3 separate regions of the Mus musculus genome follow, and regions 1 and 3 are each linked to region 2. Evidence: chromatin contacts called from public ChIA-PET and Hi-C data. All regions are on one chromosome and are shown on one strand. Each heading gives the region's core, a stretch centred on a gene start, on an enhancer-like site or on the middle of the called end of the contact. The rest is flanking DNA. Distances are from core to core; before and after follow the strand shown. Region 1 holds the start of Sc5d (sterol-C5-desaturase). Region 2 has its middle 17 kb from the start of Gm39321. Region 3 overlaps Sorl1 (sortilin-related receptor, LDLR class A repeats-containing).

Region 1 (4,879 bases), core at 1,842-4,341, 110 kb before region 2:
AACTCCAGTCACATTTCCCAGTTGTTTATGGATAGTATACATTTTTTTAAAATGTGAAACGCAGTCAACCAAAGGCAATTAATTACATTAGTCAGACTTTGAATCACTGGGACACAATAGTTTACATAGTTAGCTCAGAGGGGATTTTTTTTTCTTTTACTCTCTTTCTTTTTTTTTTTTTTCTCTGCTCATTGTTTCAGAGGTGTTAGCCCACCATGATGAAGATAGTGTGGTCAAGAAGCATAGAAAGAGATCCAGAGAGTCAGGGCAGGGCTTCCCTTACCAGTGACCTATCCCTAACCAGTCCCTTCATTCCACTCTTTTACTGTCTCCCAGTAGTCTTGATAGAACCCAGTGGGGAAACCCCCACTCAATTCCCAATCCGGCGCGCACCCAAAGAATCATGAATAGACTGCCCTGATGTAATTACACGAGGTCGTTTAATGACGGAGCTCCGGACCGACATGCATCTCACACAGGAGATAACAGATGTCAGCCTCGAGGCTCGAAAGTTAGGGGGTTTTATGGGGTAAGGGGCTTAGGGGTGTGGAATTCAGTATAGCGACACACTATTGGCTTATTCAAACATCAGCAGAAAAATTGCATGTACATGCAGGGTGTCAGAGTTCTGTGAGTTGTTGACTCAGTTCAGATAGCCCTGTTATGTCCTCACATTCCTCTTTATCTTTAAGGTTAAGCTGTTCCCAGGAATGTTTTAACTATGGGGCATACTTGGGTTTGTTTGTCTTTTTTCTCAGCCGCAGGCAGCCTCTAGGCTCACAAACAACCAGCAATTTCTGAGTACTTTATATGACTTACAGGTCTTGAAATTTCACCTTTCTTTCAGTCCTTAAGTTTTGAATCCATAAATGGGCGATACTATTAAGTCAGATCCTATGATTTGATAAAAATGCCCTCATAGCTACACTATGCAGTATGCTTTACTAATCTGTTAGGTGTTTAATTTTTAAAATTTTTGGTGTTGGGGGTAGTGGTGGTGTGTTTCGCCTATACATATTTCTGTGCACTGTGGGTGTGCCTGGTGCCTGCAGCAGCCAGAAAAGGGCAGCCGATTTCCTGGATCTGGAGTTAGAGATGTTTGTGAGTTGCCATGTGGATGCTGGGAAATCTAACCAGGTCCTCTGGAAGAGCAGTCAGTGTTCTTCATCACTGAGCCATCTCTCTAGCCCCGTCTTGTTTATTAATTCAATAGAATGACAACCATCCCAGGAATATCAGAAGATGAAGTGTCAGAAAATGATGAGACGTGCTCAGAAACTGAGTTGGCTTTCATCTGTATTCTAGTATTGGACCATACTTTATTTTATAAACAGAGAGGAGGCTCCTGGCTGTCGAGGAACAACTTGCTTATAGAAGGAATCAGAGTGGAGTCACCCGGTTGCTTCTCCTTTACATCTACACTTCTAGAAATTGCCCAGATGGTGTCAATTTTGGGGATGGGAGAGGAGACCTTGGGAAGTACTACAGTGGAAGCCCCAGGAGAAAGCTGATGACCAGACCCACTAAAGCAGTGCAAAGCCTAGGCTCTCACTCCAGAGCTCACCTGTGGAACTCACACATACTCCTGTCTAGTTTCTCTTAGTGTGGTGGCTGGTTTTCACCACAACTTGCCACAAATCAGCAACGACTGACCAGAGAGCCGCATGGTCCTCATCGTCTCTGTTGATATCAAAGAAGCTACCTTAAGCGCGTGCAGCATTTCTGCCAATAGGCCCAGGAGCAGAGTAGAGAGAGTATGATATCCCTTTAGCTTGCTTGGTCTTCCATCTTCCCCTGGCAGCTGAGCTTGCTTGCTGCTGCTGTCTTTGGTGAAACCCAAACTATTATTTCCAAACTTCCATTGTTGGCTGAAGGCCAGGGACTCTCCAGGTATACAGGAACTGCTGTGGCACTGAGCCTGGTAGACAGACGCTCTACCAGGCTGTTCATTTTTCCAATGTGAGACAGCCATTATAGGACTACTCTGGCTGGCAAGGTAACCAGCCTCGTGGATGGAACAGCTACTAGGGGTTTAGTTCTTCTGGGGTGAGACAACTGTTATTACTTTAAGCTAGTTTCATAAATTTTTTATGTATGTATTCATCTTATCAGTTCTGTTCCTCCAGAGAACACTGGCAAACACACTTTGTTAAGTGTAATTTATAGAGTCATTTTGGACTAGGCTTTTGCCTCAGAGCTCTGGAAGATCAGATCTGGCCAGAACTGTCTCTCATGCTCAATATATCACTTAATCAAACTGGCTTTTGAAATGCCTGGCTCCTTCTAACCAAAACAAAAAAACAAAACAAAACTAATCAATTGGTAGGACCCTGATACCAGAAACAGACGACAGGTCAATCCTCTCTGAAGTAACTCTGAAGTACTAGTCTTTTGGGCCTTTCTTCTTCTTAGGTTCTTTTCATTTTGGCCAATACTGCTGATCCCTACTGCTCACCTTAGGGAGCTCTTGTATTTTATAGAATGGGCTGCTGTCTACATTCCCGAGTCATAATTAGCCAATTTGATCTTTAAGTTCACCTCCCCCACCCCTATCTTTACCTATGTAAACCAGTTGGGCCAGATCATAACCTCTTTCTCTATTTTTATCGCTATTAATAATTGCTTTTTAAATTTACTCTGCTACACATAACTTTCGATTTACATATTTTAACGCTGCATAAGAGGACTTGCAGGGAAGTGACAAATAACTGCGGATTGATGAACGTTTGAGTCACAAAAATGGGACAAAAGACTCCACCATTAACATCAAAGGAAGCGTCATTAATCCTACTTCAGGCTGTCATTTTGCATTCATCCCGGGTCCTTTGCACGATTCTAGTCAACTTTCTGGGCGGGAAGAAAGTGGGAAGGAAAGCAAGCTTCGTCCGCCCCGTAGCAGCATCATGAAGCGCCTGGATAGTCCCGGCAGAGTGCTGGACCTGGTTCGGGGGTGCGGGGAGGCGTGGGGAGCGCGGGACGCCTACGCGGCGACCACGTGACCGCCGCGACCGCGCCGGTCCAGGTCGCGCGATCCGCCGTCACATCAGCTTATTGCGCCGGCTGCTGATTGGCCGGCTGCCTGCACATGGGCGGGGCTCTGCTGAGCGGGCGGTGTCTCGGGCGCTCTGGCTCGTACTCTCCGCTGGCTGTAAAGCCGCGGCTGACGGAGCTGCTGGGCCTGGCAGGTAGGTTCCGTGCGCTGGCAGCTGGACAGCCGCGAGTGGGAGGACCCGCGGGCGGTCGCGAGGATCCCCGGGTGCCCGGCGCCGGTACGGCATCCGCCGCACCCGTGTGGCCGTCCCTGCTAAAGCGCAGGTGGCATGGGGGGGTGGGGGTGGGGGTGGGGGTCTGGCCTGGCGGACACCTTGGTCCCCGGGGCCTGCGATGGGGATAAGGTTATATGGGAGCGGGGAAGGACCCTGGCCCGGTAAAGCTGGGTCCCTGCCAGTGCTAGAGGTTGCCTGCCTACTGTGAACCCCACATCCAGGGTGAGGTGGGAAAAGCTGGTGATTTGCTTTGCCACCGGCACTTCCTGGAGAAGGTACCAGGTTGCGAACCAGCGTCCGATTGAGGCCTAGGGAGGGTGGTGGGCCGTCACTCCCTGCCTTTCTGAAGACCATACGCTGTAGCGTGCACACTTTAAGCATCGTTAAGAAGTCACTCATACTGGCATCCCTTCTTATTGCCGAGTAAATTGGGAGGTGGTACAAGTGGAAACAATATCTCGGCGGCAGCGAAGTTATTTGACTATTTTGTGTTAGTTGAGTTTGCATTTTCATTAGTTGTGTTAAAGTGCTTACCTTCTGACCCTTACTGTCTTACGGACTTTTGCATTCATCCTGTAATATAATGAACGTGGAGAACTCAGAATTCCCCATCTGTATTTGTGACTCTAGGGAAGTAATGCTGTGTAGAACTTTTTGTGTAGGCTTTACACATCGACTGCTCCTTACAGAACAAAGCTGTTTAAGGCATTGCGCCTTCACTGTCCTGTTTATTAAGATTATACGCGGACACACGTTATAGACTTGTGAGAATTAGATGGGAGAATCTCTCCATCACTCCTCCAGATGTGTAAAGGCCGGATGAGAGGTACTGCAGAGCATCCAAGAGCTTTGGAGACTGAAGCAGGAGAATGCAAGTTCCAGGCCACATAGCCAAAGGGGGGAGGGGTGGAGTGCTTAAAATAATATGTAGTATTTTTTAAATATATAAATGGCTAGTTATTGTTCCTGTACTTTTTTCAGTTAAGAAAAATATAATAGTTTTAAGTCATTTAAGTATAATAGTGGATTTATATATGTTTACTTATTTATCTGATGCTGGGATAGGAACCAAGGCTTTGGACATACTACACCAAAGGAATATCCCTGAATTATACCCCAGGCCCATTTAATTGATAACCATGTTTTAAAGTCAAAAATTGTGGGTTTTTTTTCTGCCAAAGCAGTATACTATTTAACGTAAACTTACATTTCAAGCAATAATGCCTAATTATCTTAGAGTCCATGAGCTGTCTTTGACTTTAAGGGGTTGCACCTTTACAATTTACATACAATTTGGTATGGCCATGTGGGTGTTTCTCACTGTCTAGCACTTGATGCTGGTTGAATTGCTTTTTTTGAATTGTGAGTGGCATATATGATGGGGAAATGAGCACCTGACATTTAATGTAATTTAAGTTTTTCAGGATGAGAGAAAACATGTGTGGCTCATTCCATAAGCAACAGGCTAAGTTCCTTAGCAAACACCTCCCAGCTGTGGCCGATGCTGCAAACCTCTGGTTTCGGCTGTTTGGGAAGCTGTAGAGGGAGTGTGGCCTGAGTAATGAGCTTCAGGGAGAAGGGCAGGGGTAGGAAAGGTTTTTAATGAAGAAACT
Region 2 (4,443 bases), core at 1,609-4,108:
CAGGATGCTGTAATCAAACTGTACATGGGAGAGTCTCCATCTTGTAACCAGTCTGCCTAAGTGTATTCGTGTAGTGAGCTTTGTCTTCTTGCAACAAGTGTAACAGGAGACCATGCTCTTTGACTAATGGTGATATGTGAGTGGAAAGTCATTTTATAAAATATTTCCTTTGGGCTGCACCTCCAGGGTCTGTGGTCCATTATTTTGATATTGCCAAGACTTGGTAAAAAAAAAAAAAGTAAGAAAAGCTTGAGGGCTGTAATTCCCTGGTTTAAGAAAAGGAGAGGGAGGAGATGGAGAAATGGAGAAATGGCTTAGTGGTTAAGAGTGCATCCTCCTTTTGCAGAGGACCTGAGTTCTGTTCCTAGAACCCATCTCTGGTGGCCCAGAACCACCTATAACTCCAGTTTCCAAGTGAGCTGATGCCATCTTCTGGCCTCTGCGTGCACTGCCTTCATGTGAACATATCCATATATCCACAGTTGGTGGTGGTAATTGAAATAAAAATAAATCTTTTGACAAAAAAAAAAAAAGAAAGAAAGAAAGAAAAGAAAAGAAGAAGAAAAAGAAAGAGAAAGATATAGTCTATTCACTTACAAGAAAAGTTATGTGTGACCATCTGGAGTAACGATTACAGCTTTAGCCATAAAAGTCTCAACTTGGAACGTCCGCAGAACACATCAACTGACAAAGGAATACCAGCCTGTGCTACATCCACCTAGTAGACTATTACCGGACCATGTGAAGGAGCGATATGGTGATAATCATTTTCCCGTGGAGGAGTGTTCAAACTGTATGCTGAGTGAAAGACACGACAGTTGAGAGGCCATCTAACTGAAGATTTCATTTTCAAGGAATATCTGTAAGAGGCAGGGATGAAGTGAATGAGCAGTGTCCCCCACGCTGAGGGTGAAGACAAGGAATGGAAATGTTCTAAAATTGGCTCGGGGTGTTACAAAATGCCATTCATGCCTTGCTCAGAGTCACTGACTTGTATACTTAAAGTGGAAAATTTTTTTTAGTAGTTAATTATACTTCAGTTATACTTTTAAAAGAAAGAAAGATGAATATGGATAAAATGCTCGCTGAACAACTGTGAGGACCTGGAATCAAATTCCCATAACCAAGTCAGAACCGGTAGTGTGCACATCTGTAATCCCGGCACTCCTGCAGAGAGTTGGGAAGCAGAGACGGGCAAACCCCTGGAGGCTTGCAGGTCCCATAGCCTGACTTAGTCAGTGGAAAAAGCCAGGAGCCCTGTCACAAACAGGGTGGAAGGCAAGGACCAATACTTTCGACTGTCCTCTGACATTGCCATGTGTGGTGTGGCTTGTGTGTGCGCACTTGCATTAACATTCATGTGTGCATGAATACACATAGAGAGATTAAATTATACATAAGAAAGTGTGCTATTAAGTAACCAAATTTAACTTGGGGTGAGTTGTGAACCAGTTGTAAAGTAAATAGAGTAAACAGAGAAGTTTTTGGTTTTGGTTTTGGTTTTTAAACCTATCCCTAAAATCAGAGACATGGCGGCAGGACCTTGGGAACCAGCACATAATCTATGCAGTGACAGACAGCTATAATTTGCAGAGTCTGATGGTCAAGACTGAGAATTCTGACCCCATTCCAGGCCCTTCTCCATACTTAAATCCCACTGAGGAGGTAGGATATAGAAAGAAGTATTTATTTTCCTCAGTAAGTACAAGAAATTAATACCTACCAAGTTAAAGTGCTTTTTCTTTTCTCAAAGTCTAAGCTGGTAGAAAAGAGAAAAGAATTTCCCTTATTATTCACACGGGCTTTCAAAAACCCCTTCAGATAAGTGTAGTCCTGACCCTCATCAGGACACTTCTCTTTGCAACAGTCAGAGACTGTTCCAGAAAACCACATCCAATCAAAATGTAGAGATGCCAATCGAAATAGAAAAATCTAGAATGTAACTCCTGCATATAAGACTTGGGGTCCTTACAGAAGAGAGGCCGAAAGATCATAATAGCTGGAGGATCTGGGAATTTGCTGGAGTAGTGTCAGAGGCCACACCTCCCAAAGCTGAACAAGGACAACAACCATAGACGCGCTGATAGGGATAGGGAAGAGGGTAATGGGGTCTGAGCACAACGAGCTGCAGGAAACTGGGAAATGCTGGGGATGGGAAAGACAGTCTCCCCTGGCAGGGGCACACCAACTGGTTATTCCATACCAAGGGATCAGCCCTGAGAATATCCATGTAAGTATCTTTATGGAGACTGAACAGATTGTACCTACGTATTTAGGAATAAATGTTTAAATATATGCATATACATATGTGTGTATGTAACAACTAATGAGAAAAAGAGGCTGTGGGCTTGAAAGAGAGGAAGGAGAGGGGATGAGATACGGTATGTAAGGGTTTTGAGGGGGAGGAGAATGGGAGACTGATGTCATTATGTAATCTCAAAGAATAGAAGAAAAATTGAAAACCTTACATGCACAACTTTTGTTTTGATTTTGAGTTTTTAGTGAGTCCTGTGTGTGGCTGGTGAGTGTTAGGCTGAGTAGCAGCCACAACCCACAGATTTTTTTAAAAAGCAGTTAAGAGACAGAGAGAAAGCCTTTCATGTGGGAGCATGCTGCTGTCTCTCACCTCCCTCCCTCAAATCCTTTTGATCCCAAATTGAGGACAAATAACACAGTCTGATGCTGTGTTTTCAAGGTTGCAGATATAAGGTGCTGACTTCCACACCTGCCCGGGTGCATGCCCATGTTTTAGAGTTCTGCTGTACAGGGTTGAAAGCCTGCTCTCTTTCCTTCCGGTTCCTATTCCCCTCTACAGCTGATGATGACAGCCTGTGGTTTTTCTTTTAGTGGATGTACCAATGACACTCTCTCAACTCCTTCCTTTTCTGGCCTTGCAGCGTCACCTCTGAAATGGAGAATGATTTCCCCCTTGCACTCTGAAAGGAAAATTCACGCAGTGAGACAGACCTACACACCACTGAGCGCCAGCAGCTGTGCCAGTGGGGCTGGAGAGATGGCCCAGCCGTAAGCACTGGCTGTCCATCCAGGAGACTTGAGTTCAATTCCCAGCTTCCAAAGGTGGCTTACAACTGCTTAGAACTCCAGTTTCAGGAGATCTGACACTTCCCCAGGAACACCTATACAATTAATATAAACATGTATACATTTACAAATACATATACATCATATGCATATACATATATACATATACATTCTATTCCAGGGGCAAAAGCAGGATTTGGAATCTGTAGCTATTGCTTTAAATAAACTGAATTGGAGATGAGCAGGCCGAGAGAATCCAGGAGTTGCTCAGTTGCTCAGTCCATGAGGTGATCTGCTGGAGTCCCGAAGAAGTTGATTTTAATACTGGGGGATGGAATGCCTCAGTAACAGGATGCCTCATTAAGAGGATACATGAATTTGCCTGCAATATTGAAGACAAGCAGACAAAGGGCTTTGGCATAGCAGGGAACTAGGTTGGCTAATACTCTGAGAAATGCTAGTTGACCTAGAAAAGACAAGCCTGAATTGTTAAAATCCACACCCATGGGCAGTACAGAAAGATGGAGAGATTGACCGGTCAGTGATTGCTGCTCTGAGGGGTGGACGGAAAGACCAAAACCAGACTGCCTCTCTGCGCCACAGGAAGAGCTTCTTTGGGATATCTGAAGACTAGGAGTGGGCTCAGTGGATCTATGTTGTGAGAACATGTGCCTTCCCTGAGTACAGAATAAGCTGTCTAGAGCCTAATGTGGAACCCAAACCCCTGCCTATTAGTCCCTATGGGAGGACTTCAGAGTGAAACCCATTGGAAAAGACAATGAGAAGTCACCAGTGTTGTCTTGTTAGGAGGACCAGTGGCTTAAGGAGCACCTGGCCGTTCCAGCAGGTTGGTTCTCAGGAGAAGAAGACAGATGCTTAGTTTGAAAACATTAGTTGCGGGGAAATGTGAATCAATTACAACCGTGCTTGTATTTCACATATTGTATTTAGGTGCTCTTTAGCCTTTTTGACTTTTGGATGTAAATATTCAGAGGATACCTATTGCAAACACTTGAACTCCATTGCTGGTGACTGTCCTAGATTCTGTAAAGACACTTAAACAATATTAGAAGGGTTTATACAGGTCAGTGAGCTTGCCTAAAGCATTAGGGAAAACACCACCTCTTACTTCAATAAAATAAATTGTGCTAGCCAACAGAGCCTCCTAGATTTGTCATATAAGTTAGCACTTTAAAAAGTATAACTCATAACAAGTAAGCCAGACAGTGAAATTCCCATGTTGGTCATACCTATAAATTAGCAGTTTTAAAACTATAACTCATAACAAGTAAGCCAGACAATCAAATCCCCATATCTGTCACCCCCTTTCTAATTATCACTAAAGCCTGACTTAGGCGGATGAAGCATGGTTCAGGAAGGAACAGTAAGTCTCAGACACTA
Region 3 (4,645 bases), core at 289-2,788, 130 kb after region 2:
AAATCTGTGGTTTCATATCCACGAATCGAAAATAGTAAAAAACAAAACAAAACAAAACCAAGACAGTACTGAGTGTGCAGACATCTTTTCCTGTTGTTCCATTCCTGAGCAACTCACCTACTACTTAGCACCAGCACTGTCGTGGGAATTACAGGTGATCTAGGGGTGGCTTAGAACAGGCAGGAAGCTGTGTGAGGGTTGTATGCAAGCACTGAAGCGTTCTTGGACTCCAAGGGACCACAACAGTCACCTTTGCGCAAGTTGTCATGCTCCGGGGTTGGCGTCAGAGAGCACACAGCTCTAGCTGCTCCTTCGGCCCACGTGGGAATTATCTCAGCCAGGGACACGATGAGTGCCTTCTGATTGGGAATCAAGGCGGGCTCCCCAGTGGTTCTAGAATGAGACCCGGGAGTAGAGGGCAGGTGTGGAGAGTGTGCCAGAGGCAGGGCCCCTGGAGGGCTTTGGTTTTGTGGGCTTTGTAAGGAATTTAGATCTCTCTCCTTCCCCCACCCCCTTTGTTTTGTCAGGTAGCTAATCCAGATGGTGACTTCCGACTGACAATCGTCAATTCCTCTGTGCTTGATCGACCCAGGGCTTTAGTCCTTGTACCCCAAGAAGGGTAAGTGTTCCTTACGGGGAGTCAGCGTCACGCCCACTGCTGTAAGAGATGCTCATGAAAGTGAAAATGTGAGGCCAGGTTTCTGCTTCTGGTGATCATGGGGGAGATAACCTGTTGACTGAGGCTCTTGAAGCCATAGCTTGCTTGTCGTGGTCCGATAACTCTGTGTGTTTCATTAGAAAGCATCCGACTCTCTTATGGTCTCCAGATGTCTCACATCTGTGGGGTGTTTCAATAGAAAAGGTAACATGAAAGAGAGTCTTTGTAAACCAGTCAGGCCACTGATAAATTGTAAGGATTTTTTTTTTTTTTAATCTCGAGTTCCGTGAATCTCACAAACATTTAATTCGACCAGTCACTCTCACACACAGAACTCCCAGCGTGTGCAAGTTTTCTTACTTAAAATTACTGTGCACTTGGGGTACGCACGACTGCTTTTCACTAACTCCTTCATCACAGCAAAAATTACTAAGAAGGAAATGCTGTGCTAGCTTTTCTTTCTGTGTGTATTTATGATTGAGAATTAACACTATTCTTAAAAGGACACTCTAAAAGAAATCTATGGGCTTGGTTGCAGATATTAAAAGAGAAGACCTTGAAAGGATGCTTAAGTCTGCCCTGTTCTCATTCGTCACCCTTCATCCTCCTACATCCTCGGGATGCAATCACATCACTGTTACGTAATAGTCAGCATTACTCATGCATAATAGCCACAATTAATTTTTTGCTTGCATTATTCAGAGTCTTTTTACTGGTGTTCAATCATGATCATTAAATACAGCGCCCCTTAGTGACACACACGACTTGTCAGATAGAATCAGTCTGTTTGTGATTTCCTGCCAGTCAGCGGACATGCACATTGAGTGACAGCGGCTTATCAGAGCACACACAGCGGTTTAGTTGCTTCGGTAAGAACATGGATGAAAACCGAGGTGGCAGGAAGGAGTTTATTTTGCTCGCAGGTTATACTCCCTCCCTGAGGCAGTCTGAGGTAAGAACTGAAACAGAGACCACACTTACTGGATTGCTCCCAGTGGCTTGCTCAGCCGGCTTCCTGCCCAGGGTGGTACTGCCCACAGAGGTTTGGACCCTCCTGTATCAATCATGAATCCAACAACAACAACAACAACAACAACAACAACAACAACAACAACAACAACTGGCCCACAGATTTTCTCCAGGCCAGTCTGATAAAGGCAGTTCCTTAATTGAAGTTTCTCCTTCTGAGGTGACTCTAGTTTGTGTCATTGTCAAAAACTAAGTAGCACATACAATAGATAGATTTCAAACTATTTTGGATACAATATTCTGGGGGCATTGCAGTAGGTATATTCTATTGTATAATACTACATATCACTTCCTCTGCCAATTAGCATTTAGATTAGCATGCATATATGTGGATCTCTTTGTATAGTATTGGAATAATGTGATTATAGGCAGACTTCAGTAGGTGAATTTTTGAGTCAAGTTCAACTACATTTCTGAATGAATCTCAAATATAGATGGTAGTAATAATGAGTGACTGCATGTCAAATATAGACAGGCAGTAGTGATAATGATGGCTTTGAGAGGTTACTTACCTCTGAGACGTAGAATCAAGGCTGGCCTGTGTCGTTCTGATGAGATTGTGTGGTCCCTGTATTGACCAGGGTGATGTTCTGGACTGACTGGGGGGACCTGAAGCCTGGGATTTACCGGAGCTACATGGACGGCTCTGCTGCCTACCGCCTTGTGTCAGAGGACGTGAAGTGGCCCAATGGCATCTCTGTGGACAGCCAGTGGATCTACTGGACGGATGCTTACCTGGACTGTATCGAGCGCATCACTTTCAGTGGCCAGCAGCGTTCAGTCATCCTTGACAGCCTCCCACACCCCTATGCCATCGCTGTCTTTAAGGCGAGTCCTCACGCGCAGTCTGCCAGAGACGGGGAAGCACGTGGCTAGGCGGAGAGCTGAGGCCTGTTGGGCTGTTGCAGTTGGCCAGAGGCCTTAAAAACGCCGTGCCTTCAAATCTGCACAGACTTGTTTGCATCCTTCATGGAGAGATGTAGGCTTCTACCACTGCTTACGTTTCAAAAGGTTGGAGGTTGAGGTCTCCTCCTCTGAGTGAATCTCTTTCCTTTTCAGGGCCTGTGGCCTTGTTTCAGTTTCGCATCTTCATCCCTTGCTTCTCTCCCTGCTGACTGATGCTGTGTGCCATCTATATAACCTTCCAGTCGTTCTCACCCTAGGGAGCAAATGCATCTACCTAGAATGGAGAAACATATTTCAAAACTAAGTCACCCTCCCTCTCCCCCCCATCCCCCACACACACCATGGTCCAACTAAATGAGTACTAGATAGCCTTTTCTAGGTCATTTCTTCCTGAGGGCCGTTGGTGAGGTTTCAATAAAACCACTGACATTTGCACTTAAGTGAAACTTTGACTCGGCCTGTTATTCAGTAATTATCTGTTGTCCCTGCGTAGTGGTGGGATGGAGTGCCCCTTGTCTTCATGAAGTGTCCCGAAAGCAGGACCATTGAACTAGATTAAACATTTCTCTTTAGAATGAGATCTACTGGGATGACTGGTCACAGCTCAGCATCTTCAGAGCTTCGAAGCACAGCAGATCCCAGGTGGAGATTCTAGCAAGCCAGCTCACGGGCCTCATGGACATGAAGGTTTTCTACAAGGGAAAGAATGCTGGTAAGGCCGTGTCCCCTTCTCTCTCTCTCTCCCCAGACTTGGTCTCTAGAAAGGGGCTGCAAATGGGCAATCCCCGCTCAGAGCAGGATCTGGCAGTGTGCCTCTCTGTTGTCACAACAACATGCACATTATTTAATTTCTTCCTAATGGCATCTTAATTTCTTTTCTAATGATACACAAACAGCTGGAAGACAGGGAGTCCTGCCTGCCTGGAGTGCGGGTGCTTAGTGAGTGATTACCAGTCTTCCTGCCCTTGGCTCCTCAGTGATGGGTGGGATGGGCTTTTGGGTCCAGCCGCAAAGAGAGGACCATAATGTGCTTAATCTTTGGCACGTTCACAAGGAATGGCGCATGCTGGGTTCTCAGATGCTTGCTTGCCCAGCTGCTTCGGTGTCCATTGAACATACCTACTTCTGTGGCCACACTGTGTGCAGGCTTTTTTCATTCATGATCCACGCTGAATGTGTGAACCTCAGGAAATGAATGTCTTGTTTTCTCTTCTCAATGTTTTACCAGTGCCTAGCACTTAGTAGGTGTCTAGTTTTTCTTCGTGGAAAGAAGGGATGAGCAGAGTTTATTTTTATGTAGAAAGGAATTCTCACCTTGCAGCTCAGACTAGCCTGAAACTCACTGTGGAGCCCAGGCCAGCCCCCCACCCCCCCTGCCTCAGCCTTCCAAGTGCTGGAATTACAGGTGTGAGCCATCATGTCTGATTGTTTCTGTCGTTTCTTTTTGAGACAGAGTTTCTGATTGTTTCTGTCGTTTCTTTTTGAGACAGAGTTTTGTGGTGTTACCTCGGTTGTCCTAGAACTCTCAGTCTTCCTGCCTCAGCTCACTTAGCACCAGGCCTTCAGGTGTGCACCATCACTCCTGCCTTAGTCTTCGTCTAAAACTATGAGCTCAGGATTCTGGGACCTACCACCAGCCTGTCCTGCAAGCTGAGATTGCGGTTCTGGGAGGCTTCCTTTTTTTCCTTGGCTGCTTGTTTGCTTCTCTTGAAGGAGACTCCCAGAGAAAGACAAGGCTTGGCTGGGAAGAATAGTCCCTTTAAGCCCACCTTCCTTATCTCTACGGGATGTAATAGCTTCCTGGGTCCGCTGACTTACCTCTGTTGACACACTGCTGGGTTGCCTGTTTTGAACTATAGGGTTGAGAGGCACCGTTCTTGGCTCACCACCTGAGGAGAAAACTGACAAGGAAAATAATACAGTTATAGATAACCACTGTTATCCCTTTGGAACGAAGGAAGATAGCATGAGAACTCCCTCAAAGGTCTCCTGAGTGGTGTGCAAAACTAAGTCAGCGTTGAGCATGAGAACTCCCTCAAAGGTCTCCTGAGT

What was found. Hi-C and Micro-C count contacts between places; a contact is called where the count stands out from the background. ChIA-PET counts read pairs in DNA pulled down with a chosen protein or histone mark.
Region 1: an RNA polymerase II ChIA-PET map of memory CD8 T cells shows a contact between it and region 2, with 29 read pairs. The contact joins the promoter of Sc5d here to the enhancer-like site in region 2. A contact is called at or near these places in 5 of 39 promoter capture datasets (embryonic stem cells, pre-B cells and stem cell-derived epiblast-like cells), 7 of 484 Hi-C or Micro-C datasets (the HL-1 cell line, double positive thymocytes, embryonic stem cells and 1 more), 5 of 115 datasets of contacts at active chromatin or transcription factors (bone marrow-derived macrophages, embryonic stem cells, memory CD8 T cells and 1 more) and 2 of 9 other capture datasets (liver and pancreatic islet).
Region 3: a Hi-C map of CD8 T cells shows a contact between it and region 2, with 1.8 times the contacts expected there. The contact joins two enhancer-like sites. A contact is called at or near these places in 6 of 39 promoter capture datasets (the 3T3-L1 cell line, 3T3-L1-derived adipocytes, the C10 cell line and 3 more), 3 of 484 Hi-C or Micro-C datasets (CD8 T cells and embryonic stem cells) and 4 of 115 datasets of contacts at active chromatin or transcription factors (CD8 T cells, double positive thymocytes, large pre-B cells and 1 more).

What each region holds. Positions count from the first base shown.
Region 1 is chr9:42,262,512-42,267,390 of GRCm38.p6, reverse strand. Sc5d (sterol-C5-desaturase) reads left to right here and starts at 3,091. Exons shown (of 6, transcript NM_172769.2): 1 at 3,091-3,185.
Region 2 is chr9:42,157,201-42,161,643 of GRCm38.p6, reverse strand. No RefSeq gene overlaps it. Among named protein-coding and RNA genes, the nearest start is that of Gm39321, 17 kb to the right of the region's middle. Within about 2 kb of position 2,858, at least 54 of the 459 cell types and tissues checked have an H3K27ac peak or open chromatin away from gene starts, as enhancers often do. A contact at or near this core is called in CD8 T cells, bone marrow-derived macrophages, memory CD8 T cells and 1 more, where this site is marked.
Region 3 is chr9:42,029,539-42,034,183 of GRCm38.p6, reverse strand. It overlaps Sorl1 (sortilin-related receptor, LDLR class A repeats-containing), which reads left to right. Exons shown (of 48, transcript NM_011436.4): 19 at 528-619; 20 at 2,269-2,515; 21 at 3,167-3,305. It overlaps Gm16214 (predicted gene 16214), which reads right to left. Exons shown (of 5, transcript NR_165259.1): 2 at 4,412-4,494; 3 at 2,423-2,867; 4 at 118-838. Among named protein-coding and RNA genes, the nearest start is that of Gm16214, 9.2 kb to the right of the region's middle. Within about 2 kb of position 1,538, at least 41 of the 459 cell types and tissues checked have an H3K27ac peak or open chromatin away from gene starts, as enhancers often do. A contact at or near this core is called in CD8 T cells and thymic regulatory T cells, where this site is marked.